Regions from separate parts of the Triticum aestivum genome. Here region 2 is linked to region 1. Evidence: chromatin contacts called from public Hi-C data. All regions are on one chromosome and are shown on one strand. The core of a region is the stretch at or near the end of the contact, and the rest is flanking DNA. Distances in the headings are between cores, read along the strand shown.

Region 1 (4,091 bases), core at 960-3,459:
AATACTAAAACATCGGTGCATATAGAGAATAATAGATCAAAGCCATGTTTTCAACACATAACATAAGCAGATTGGTTATACTGTGAGATGTCGAATTAGCATTTTCCTTTCTTTCCTCTTTTCATATTTATTGGGTTCATGATGAAGGACAAACTTGAAGGAAGAAAAGAGCAGGGCTCTTAGTTAAACATAAACATAAATTCACGAAACCAATTTCAATATTTACCAATAATACCTTTATCATGAGATGTGCTAGCATACTTTCTCTCAGAATCACCGTCAAAGTTTGTAGTAGAAGTCTTCGCTGGCATCTTGGTAGAATCAGAGTTTGACAGAGCAGATGTCCCGGAATTGTTTGATATTCCGTTGACAGATTCTACTAGTTGCAACAAGAACATATAAGATTACATTACAATCCTTGTGTATATGCCAATAATCAGAATTGTTCAGACATGTGTGAGACTCAAATACCTTTGATCGAAACATCCTTGCCAGATTTGACGAAAGATTCCCGGAAAACCCCACACATCTCACAGTATACCATAGTTTCATGATTATCGAATGTGCACATGGAGCACTTCCAAAGCACAGGCACTGTATTTGAGGACTTCTTCGATGATTCTATACAAGAGAGTGGCAACATAATATGAGACCAAGGAGACAAACTACAGGCACTTAAACTAATCAAGAGACTAACATAGTAATGCCTAAAGAAAGTACATATTCCACTCAGGTGCAAAAGCATCCAAAGGTGTATGGCCATAAGAACTATATTAGAAGCTTAGAATAATTGAAATTGTATGATGGATACACCCCAACATTCAACAAATAACCAGCAAGGAAAAATGGCTAATTCCAACCGACAACCTGCTAAGTTTCGAGTTTTAACAACATTTTAATTTGCGTATTTTTGTGAGTAAGTTTTGACTGCTAGACTGGATGGACGAAACTATTTGACTTTCAGTCAAAAAAATCATATAGACAACAATGCCTTCCAGAAGAAGATGGACACTTCAAAGGTAATAATACATTATTTCACATGTGCATCTGCGGTGCAAACAGACATGTGCAAATGCATTTAACATTAATAGATGGGCTAAACAGGCAGCAGAAATCAATGGAAGAGCAGGGAATCATTAATGATAAGCTTAGTCGCCATCCCAGTTTGTTTAACAATGGTGTTGGGGAGCTTTATATAGAGTATGTGGAATTCTGTTGGTCATACTGAGACTATAAATGCGGTAGCAAGCATAACGGAAACGGATGAGTAACATGAACATTACAAATGTATACAACAGTAGCCGCCAAACAACTTAAAATGCTGCAATTGCGGAGTTGATCAGATATGATATTGCAACTACAAATCTACAAACCAACTAAAATTACTTCCTACTCCCTCTGTAAAGAAATATAAGAGAGTTTAGATCACTACTTTAGTGTTCTAAATGCTCTTATATTTCTTTACGGAGGGTGTACTTTATAACTGATGCAGTGAAACTGATGCGCAAACAGACTAGTGGCTTGCACACACGGCCATGTACCTTTCTCCTTCACAGGGGGCTTAACATCGGCATGTTCAGTCTCATCATAATCATCATAGTCATCCTCATAATCCTCATAATCAGCGTAGTCGTCGTCGTAGTCGGGCCCGGAGACAACCTTGCGAGGCATTGTCCTGGGAAAGCGCGAAAGATGGTCCATAGTTAGCATACACAACGAGCAGTCAAGCAAAATCGAACCCTAGTTATGGCACTCCCCATTCAAGAACCCTAAGTCGCATCTGGCACAAATCAGCACTGGTCAGTACTGAGTTAGTAGAACGGCGCAGTACACGCAGGTGCCCCGAAACCCGCAGCGCGCAAAACCCCGCCGAACCCCACGACGGCGACCGAAGCGCGAGCGGACGGGCGGTGATTTCGCTCCGGGAATCGCACGCTAGCTAAATCAAGGAACCCTAACAAAAAAAGCGCTGGAAATACACCGATAAAAGGGGCCGGGGGCAATGGGGAACGGATGATTTTACCTGGATGTGAGCTAGATGTCGCCGGCGTTCGACTTCGAAGCTACTGAGCTCTGTCTCACCCTCTCGCTCGCCTCCCTCTCCCGGGAAGAGTCGAGGAGGCGCGGCCGCGGCGTGAGTGTAAACTGAACCGGACAAGCAGGGGAAGGGCGGCGGGGGGTACAGTAGAAGGGAAACTCCGCGTGGGCAACCAGGTCGCGTCTATCGTATCGGGTTAGAAACGGAAACGACCGGACCGGACCGGAGGGGTTTGCGTTGGACCCGGTCCGACTAGAACCCGTTTCCGAACAGAAAAACCCCTCGACGCAGTGTCCCGTCCTTAAAGAAAAGGTCAATAACTGCCACACGTGTGGCATCTACTAGGGTTGCGCCGCACACCTTGTATGGCACGAAGACGACCGCGCCCGCACGACGGCATCCGGGCACAGGCAGCCACAGCCGCACGTCCGATGTGTGGCACAATCGCCCACACGTCCGGGCGATCGACCGCACGACCTAACGCGCCCCCTCGTCCCGGCCTGCCTTCCAACCCCAGTCCGACCTGTCGCCGTCGTCTCCTACCTCTCGATCCCCTACCTCCATCGCCTTCCTTCTCTAGTTGCCATGGCAACCAGAGCAGATCCCTAGCGCCTCCCCACCGCTACCCTGCCCCCAACCGCGCCCTCCCGAGACGACGAGCTAACAGGTGGATCTTCGATCTCCTTCTGTTTCTCGTCCTCTTTCTGTCCAGAAATTTGAAATTGCAGATTGCTGACGAAGATGGCGACTAGATCCACGCTGTCATGGCAAAGACACCACAGATTTGTGTGTGTTCACATTTGCCCACCAACATACGCCAGATCTGCTATATTCTATCCTAGAGTTGAGCTAAGCTTCTTGGTTGGCTTGGTGCGAGTAGTTGCTGCAGAAGGATGCGTAAGAATCACTAAAAAAAGGGGGAGAAAGGAGGAATTTGGCATTGGGAGGGAGGAAAAATAATTGCCACTTGTATCTGACGTTAGTTGCCACCTATCTTTGCCGTCAGCTGCCACAATATTATGTTGTTACTTGCCATCATATTAGGTTGGTTGTTGCCATCGGTTCAAAATGATAGTTGGCAACAAGATTTTAGAAAAGAGAATGAATGTGCATCTCCTACTTGTCATGATGTGTTGGTTGTCTACGCAAGAAATGTGATAAGATTGCCGTGCTATCTTGTATGTGCAAACAGCAAGAATGCATTTTGCGGATATTGATGTGTTCTTGTTCATGCAGTGACTGAAAACACAGTGGGAGAAAAAGCGGAAAAATGAATTATGAAGACGGCACTGATTCTTGGTTTTCTCAAAGGCCGGAAACGCCCCCTTGGGATGCAGCAGAGTACAATCAACTCATATCGGCAGGGCCGTTGGTGCCACTACTAGAGCAGTACGCAAACATCGGTACGATGCATGATAAAAAAAGGGGCAGTTGCCATGTTTGTGACGAAGAAGATGTCATTCTACTTATGTCCTACAATGTCATTTTTCGCAGGTTCTTATGACCCAACCACACACACGGGGATACCATGGCAAGTTCAGGCATAGGGCGCTAACGCTGACACATGTACGGGCGACCAATTTCAAGTAGCCAATGTGGCAAACCAAGGTAACGCATACGAAAAAGAAACATACTGGTGTGGCCATGAAATTAAACTTGCAAAGGATGGCAAAGACTTACGAGTTATATGGAAAAATGTAGGACCTTCATGCAGCACGTGGCAACAGGCGGCAAACATGTACCTGCCATCAACGTCGTACACAGGTGAGTCTATGAAGTGAAGTTGTGGACAGTGAATTAGGAGAAGGAACATAGGTGACATGGGGGTTTTAATGGTGACTTGACAGCTGCAGTTGCCATGCCTGGACAGCTGCAGTTGCCATGCCTAGACAACTGCAGTTGCCATGTATAATCAAATGTGATTGCAATGTCTAAACAACTGTGGGTGAAAAGTGTGAACAAATCTGTGTGGCGTGGTTGGACCCGTACATGTGCCGTGTTGTACAAACTACAGTTGCCATGCATTGACCAACTACTAAATGATTACAGGTTG
Region 2 (4,091 bases), core at 451-2,950, 300 kb after region 1:
AGCAACTGAGCGACAAAGAACGTGTTGCGGCCGCGCTGGAGAATTCAAACCTGCTGGACATAGTCGAGGAGTGCCTGTCACCGACGCTCGGCTGAGACCTGAGTAGGATGTAAACCAGTGCGTGGATACATTTCCAGACCACAAGAGATTCCATACACTACGCCGTTCACCATATTATTACTTTGATATTGAAGAAGAATTCTTTAATTAGGTGGCACAGGACGTGTGCATGAATTTTGAGGCCCTGCGCCTCTCTGTAAGCACGTTGCTGCCGCTTAAGCTCTCGTATCGTAGTAGTAGTATGTAGGTTGTCGAGTGCTGCTATTTTTTTTTTGGAGGAACTGGGTGCTGCTATGTTTTTGTACGGTCCTGATTGTACATCGAGGGATGTAGTGTGGTGATCCGTGCTGTAAAATTTTGTCATGTTTACGGAAAAGGGTCTAAGTTTATCCTTTTTCTTAACTTCATGTTCTATCCTTTTCAGTCACATGCTTCAGTTGCTGAAGAAAATAAAAGAGCACCACTGCTGAGGGAGGTGCGGTGACCCGTGCTGTCTGTCCAGTAACTCTTTTCCTGGGTCATTAATTTTCAATCATATTTGCAGAGAATGATTTTCAACTTTTTTGATTTTTTAAAGATATGTGTTGGTTTTTTGGGGGGAAATGATTCAAATCACCCGAACGATGCGTGCGCCCACCGGCTTTGTGGCTGTCGTATTTGATTTTTATCATATGACTCTCGGGAGCAACGTATTACCTAGTTTAGATTTTGCAACTGGGCCTTTGTTGCAATCTTCCCCACCACAATAAGTAATGTGGTGTGGGATCTGGATCTGGATCCTCTTGTGAGCAGTCACCTTCCGTGCTCTCTTGAGCTTCTCGTGAAGCCGATGCCTCCATGCGCTGCTCCGACCGCCGCCGCCGGTAGCACGTCGACGAGATCTCCTCTCCCTGTCTCCATGTGTCTGCAACCAGTGGCCATGGCCGCTCGAGCACGCCAGAGCTTCACTCCGGGCTGTCGCCCAACTATGATGCTCGGCCCCCATGTTGCATCGCCTCCACCATCACCTTTATTGCATACGCAAAACACCCCTTCTCCCTTCCCCAACCAGAGAAGCCCCGGCTCGAGGCCATGACTGCAAGCAATGCAACGTAGTGACTTTCTGCAACAAGACATTTGTTGTAAAAAAAAATTACAATAAGAGCTCGGTTGCAAAAAAAAAGAAAAAAATCTTAAAAATATTCTACAACAAGAGCTCGGTTGAAAAAAAAATTCAAAAAAAATTTCACAACAAGACCTCTGCAACACAATCTTTCTTACAAAATTTTCTGCAACAAGATTTGTGTTGCAAAAGGGTTCTCACAACACGACTTCTGTTGCAAAAGTACAAGGACGCTTGACCGGGAGTTGCGTCAGATCGGACGGCTCGGCGGAGGCCGACACGTAGCACGACCATTTTGTTTGAGCGGTAGATCTTTGTGTTGCTTTTTTTCTTTTATTAGTGGTAGATCTTTGTGTTGGTCTTCATCCTTTTTGGTCATGCTGCTTCCGTTGAAGGAGGAAGCTTCAGCGCTGAGGCAACAATAGCCCAGTCCCGAGCCCACGCGTGGCCCATGCCTAAAACCAGACTTGTGTGGCGTACAAAGTTACGAACAGTCCCGCACGCTCACGGCAGCCGCCCCCGCCCGCATGGTTTCGCTTGGAGGAAAAGGGAAGGAAGAGCACACGCTCGCTCCAGATAGAAAAAGATCAGCGCCGCGCTCTCCATCTCCAGTCTCCTCTCCACTGCCCCGCCCCGTCTCGGTCTCACTCCGCGGCAACCTGCCAACAAAATCTCCGGACCCCAAACAGCGGACGGAATCCCAGTAGAGCCCTTCTCCCCTCCTCGTCCTCCGCCGCCCCCCTCTCCGCGCGCGCCACCATGTCGTCGGCGTGGGCCGACGCGGCGCTGCTCCTCGCCTCCCCGTCCCCCTCCTGCTCCCCCCTCGCCAGGCCGCGCTACGGGCGCCTCCGCAAGGTACGCCTCCTCCTCGCCCGCCTCCCGACGGCGCCCCTGTCGCCCGTTTCCTAGTCCCAGGCACTGAAGCGGGATCCAACTCGTGGTTGCCGGATGGCCTGACGCTCGACCGGTTGTCCCTGTACCCCTGCGTACATTTGCTTTGCTTTGCTTCTGTGAGCTGTAACCGCGCATCTGAGCAGCGCCGCGCCGAGGTTCGTGTGCTGTCGGCAGCGTGTTGCGTCAGGGGTAACGACTTGGCTGACGCGCTTGCTCATGCACAATAGGCTGTGGCGTTTAGTTGTTGGCTTGCTTGGGTCTAGCTCCCACGGCAGGGCACGTCATGCGTGTTAGTTTGGTTAATCTTCATCTACAATTCAGACTTAGTCTAGCGGAAATGGCACCAATACGTGCGTGGTGAAACTCTGAACAAGAAGCATGCCTGAATTTGCTTTTGTTCCTGAAAAAAAACTCACGGAATTGTTATGTGCTCCCTCCGTTCACAAACATAACATGTTTTGGATATCTCAATATGGACTACATACGGATTGGAATGAGTGATCAAACACACTAAAACGTGCCTATATACATCTGATTTGGAAAAAGGTTAGAACATCTTATATCTGTGAACGGAGGGAGTAGCTGCCTGCCTAGAGTGCCATAGCATTCGATATGATGTATTGCAATTTGTTTTAATTGTTCATGATGCCTATAGGAATTGTTTTTAATTGTTCATGAACGCAACATTAACTCTTTTCATTTATTTATTTACAAGCGTTTCTATAATTTCACATTATCTATACTCTATGCACCTGGTTTCGACAAGTATTCTGGTGCTCCTGTTATGCTCAACTGCTCACATCTGATGCGTTTGCTAAGGGTTGATTGTGCCCAACACTTAAAGTGATCTGAAATTTTTATTTCGCATTGCGTGGTGACCGATGGTCATTGAATTTTGTCTTATCTTTTGCTCTCAAACTGTTCTGCTCAACTCGTGTATTTTCAGTTAATATCTTTATTTTACCCGTGCTGCATTTGCATTTCAATGTCAAGTCTCTAAACGTCCTATATATTAGTTTAAAGAGGAAGTAATTCCTTAGCTGAATGGGAAATACCATGATATTATATTGGAGTTTAACATCTCCCCGTTCAAGTTTCAATTGCTTTTTTGGGTCAACTGGATGATGTTTCTTTGTTTCACAGGGCTTTCCTTGTACCACTCGTTCTAAAGCTGGATTCCAAATCAATCATTACCAAGCAAGGAGCTTAAAGGTTGAAGCAAAGATGGATTCTGGTGATGGCGAGACACAACTCGCTCCAGTTAAATTCGAAACCCCAAGTGGTCAACTTCTGGCGCAGATACTGCAATCGCAGCCTCACCTAATCCCTGTAACAGTTGATCAGCAACTTGAAAACCTGACAGCAGAGAAAATTGCCCAAAAGGAAAAGGCAGCAAAAGTTCCCGAGGACCTCCTTTACAAGTAAGTACCAATAATTATAGGAATTGTTTTCCCCACATCAGCAACAAATAGTGACGCGTCATATCTGCTATAAAACATGCTGCTATGTAAATGTTGTAGAAAGGAGAAGACATTAGATATTCTATTTGACTCATATCAGTTAATAATGCATCAGTTAACGAATTATGCTAATTGAACTACAGGCGAATTGCAGAAGTCAAAGAGAAGGAAAGGCAGAATACCCTGGAAGAGATCATCTACTGCTGGATTTTGTTCAAGTTCATGGAAAATGACATACAAATGACACCTGCATTATCATCATCAGGTGGCCCTGTACGCGATGTCTCCTCGTTGCCTAACCAGGAGTATAAGCTGCAAAGCATACACTCTCAAGACGCTCTTGAGATGATACAGAACCATCTCAACCTTATCATGGGGGAGCAGGCAGCGGCGCCACTAGATACCGTTGTTGAGATCAGCAACTTAAATCTCGGGAAGCTCTACGCAGCATCCATCATGTATGGTTACTTCCTCAAGAGGGTGGACGAGCGATTCCAACTCGAGAAAACCATGAAGACACTCCCGCCAAGCCTCAACGAAAAACTATTTACGGAGAGAGACATTAAGCCTAATCC

The links. Hi-C and Micro-C count contacts between places; a contact is called where the count stands out from the background.
Region 2: a Hi-C map of leaf shows a contact between it and region 1, with 5 times the contacts expected there. The contact joins the promoter of LOC123054475 here to the promoter of LOC123054472 in region 1. A contact is called at or near these places in 2 of 5 Hi-C or Micro-C datasets (both in leaf).

What each region holds. Positions count from the first base shown.
Region 1 is chr2D:557,013,189-557,017,279 of IWGSC CS RefSeq v2.1, forward strand. It overlaps LOC123054472 (HBS1-like protein), which reads right to left and starts at 2,210. Exons shown (of 11, transcript XM_044478252.1): 1 at 2,024-2,210; 2 at 1,542-1,675; 3 at 472-621; 4 at 236-376. The coding sequence starts at 1,671.
Region 2 is chr2D:557,314,022-557,318,112 of IWGSC CS RefSeq v2.1, forward strand. LOC123054475 (UV-B-induced protein At3g17800, chloroplastic) reads left to right here and starts at 1,701. Exons shown (of 3, transcript XM_044478256.1): 1 at 1,701-2,017; 2 at 3,200-3,477; 3 at 3,660-4,091. The coding sequence starts at 1,922. LOC123054474 (protein AE7) reads left to right here. Exons shown (of 6, transcript XM_044478254.1): 6 at 1-462. The coding sequence ends at 95.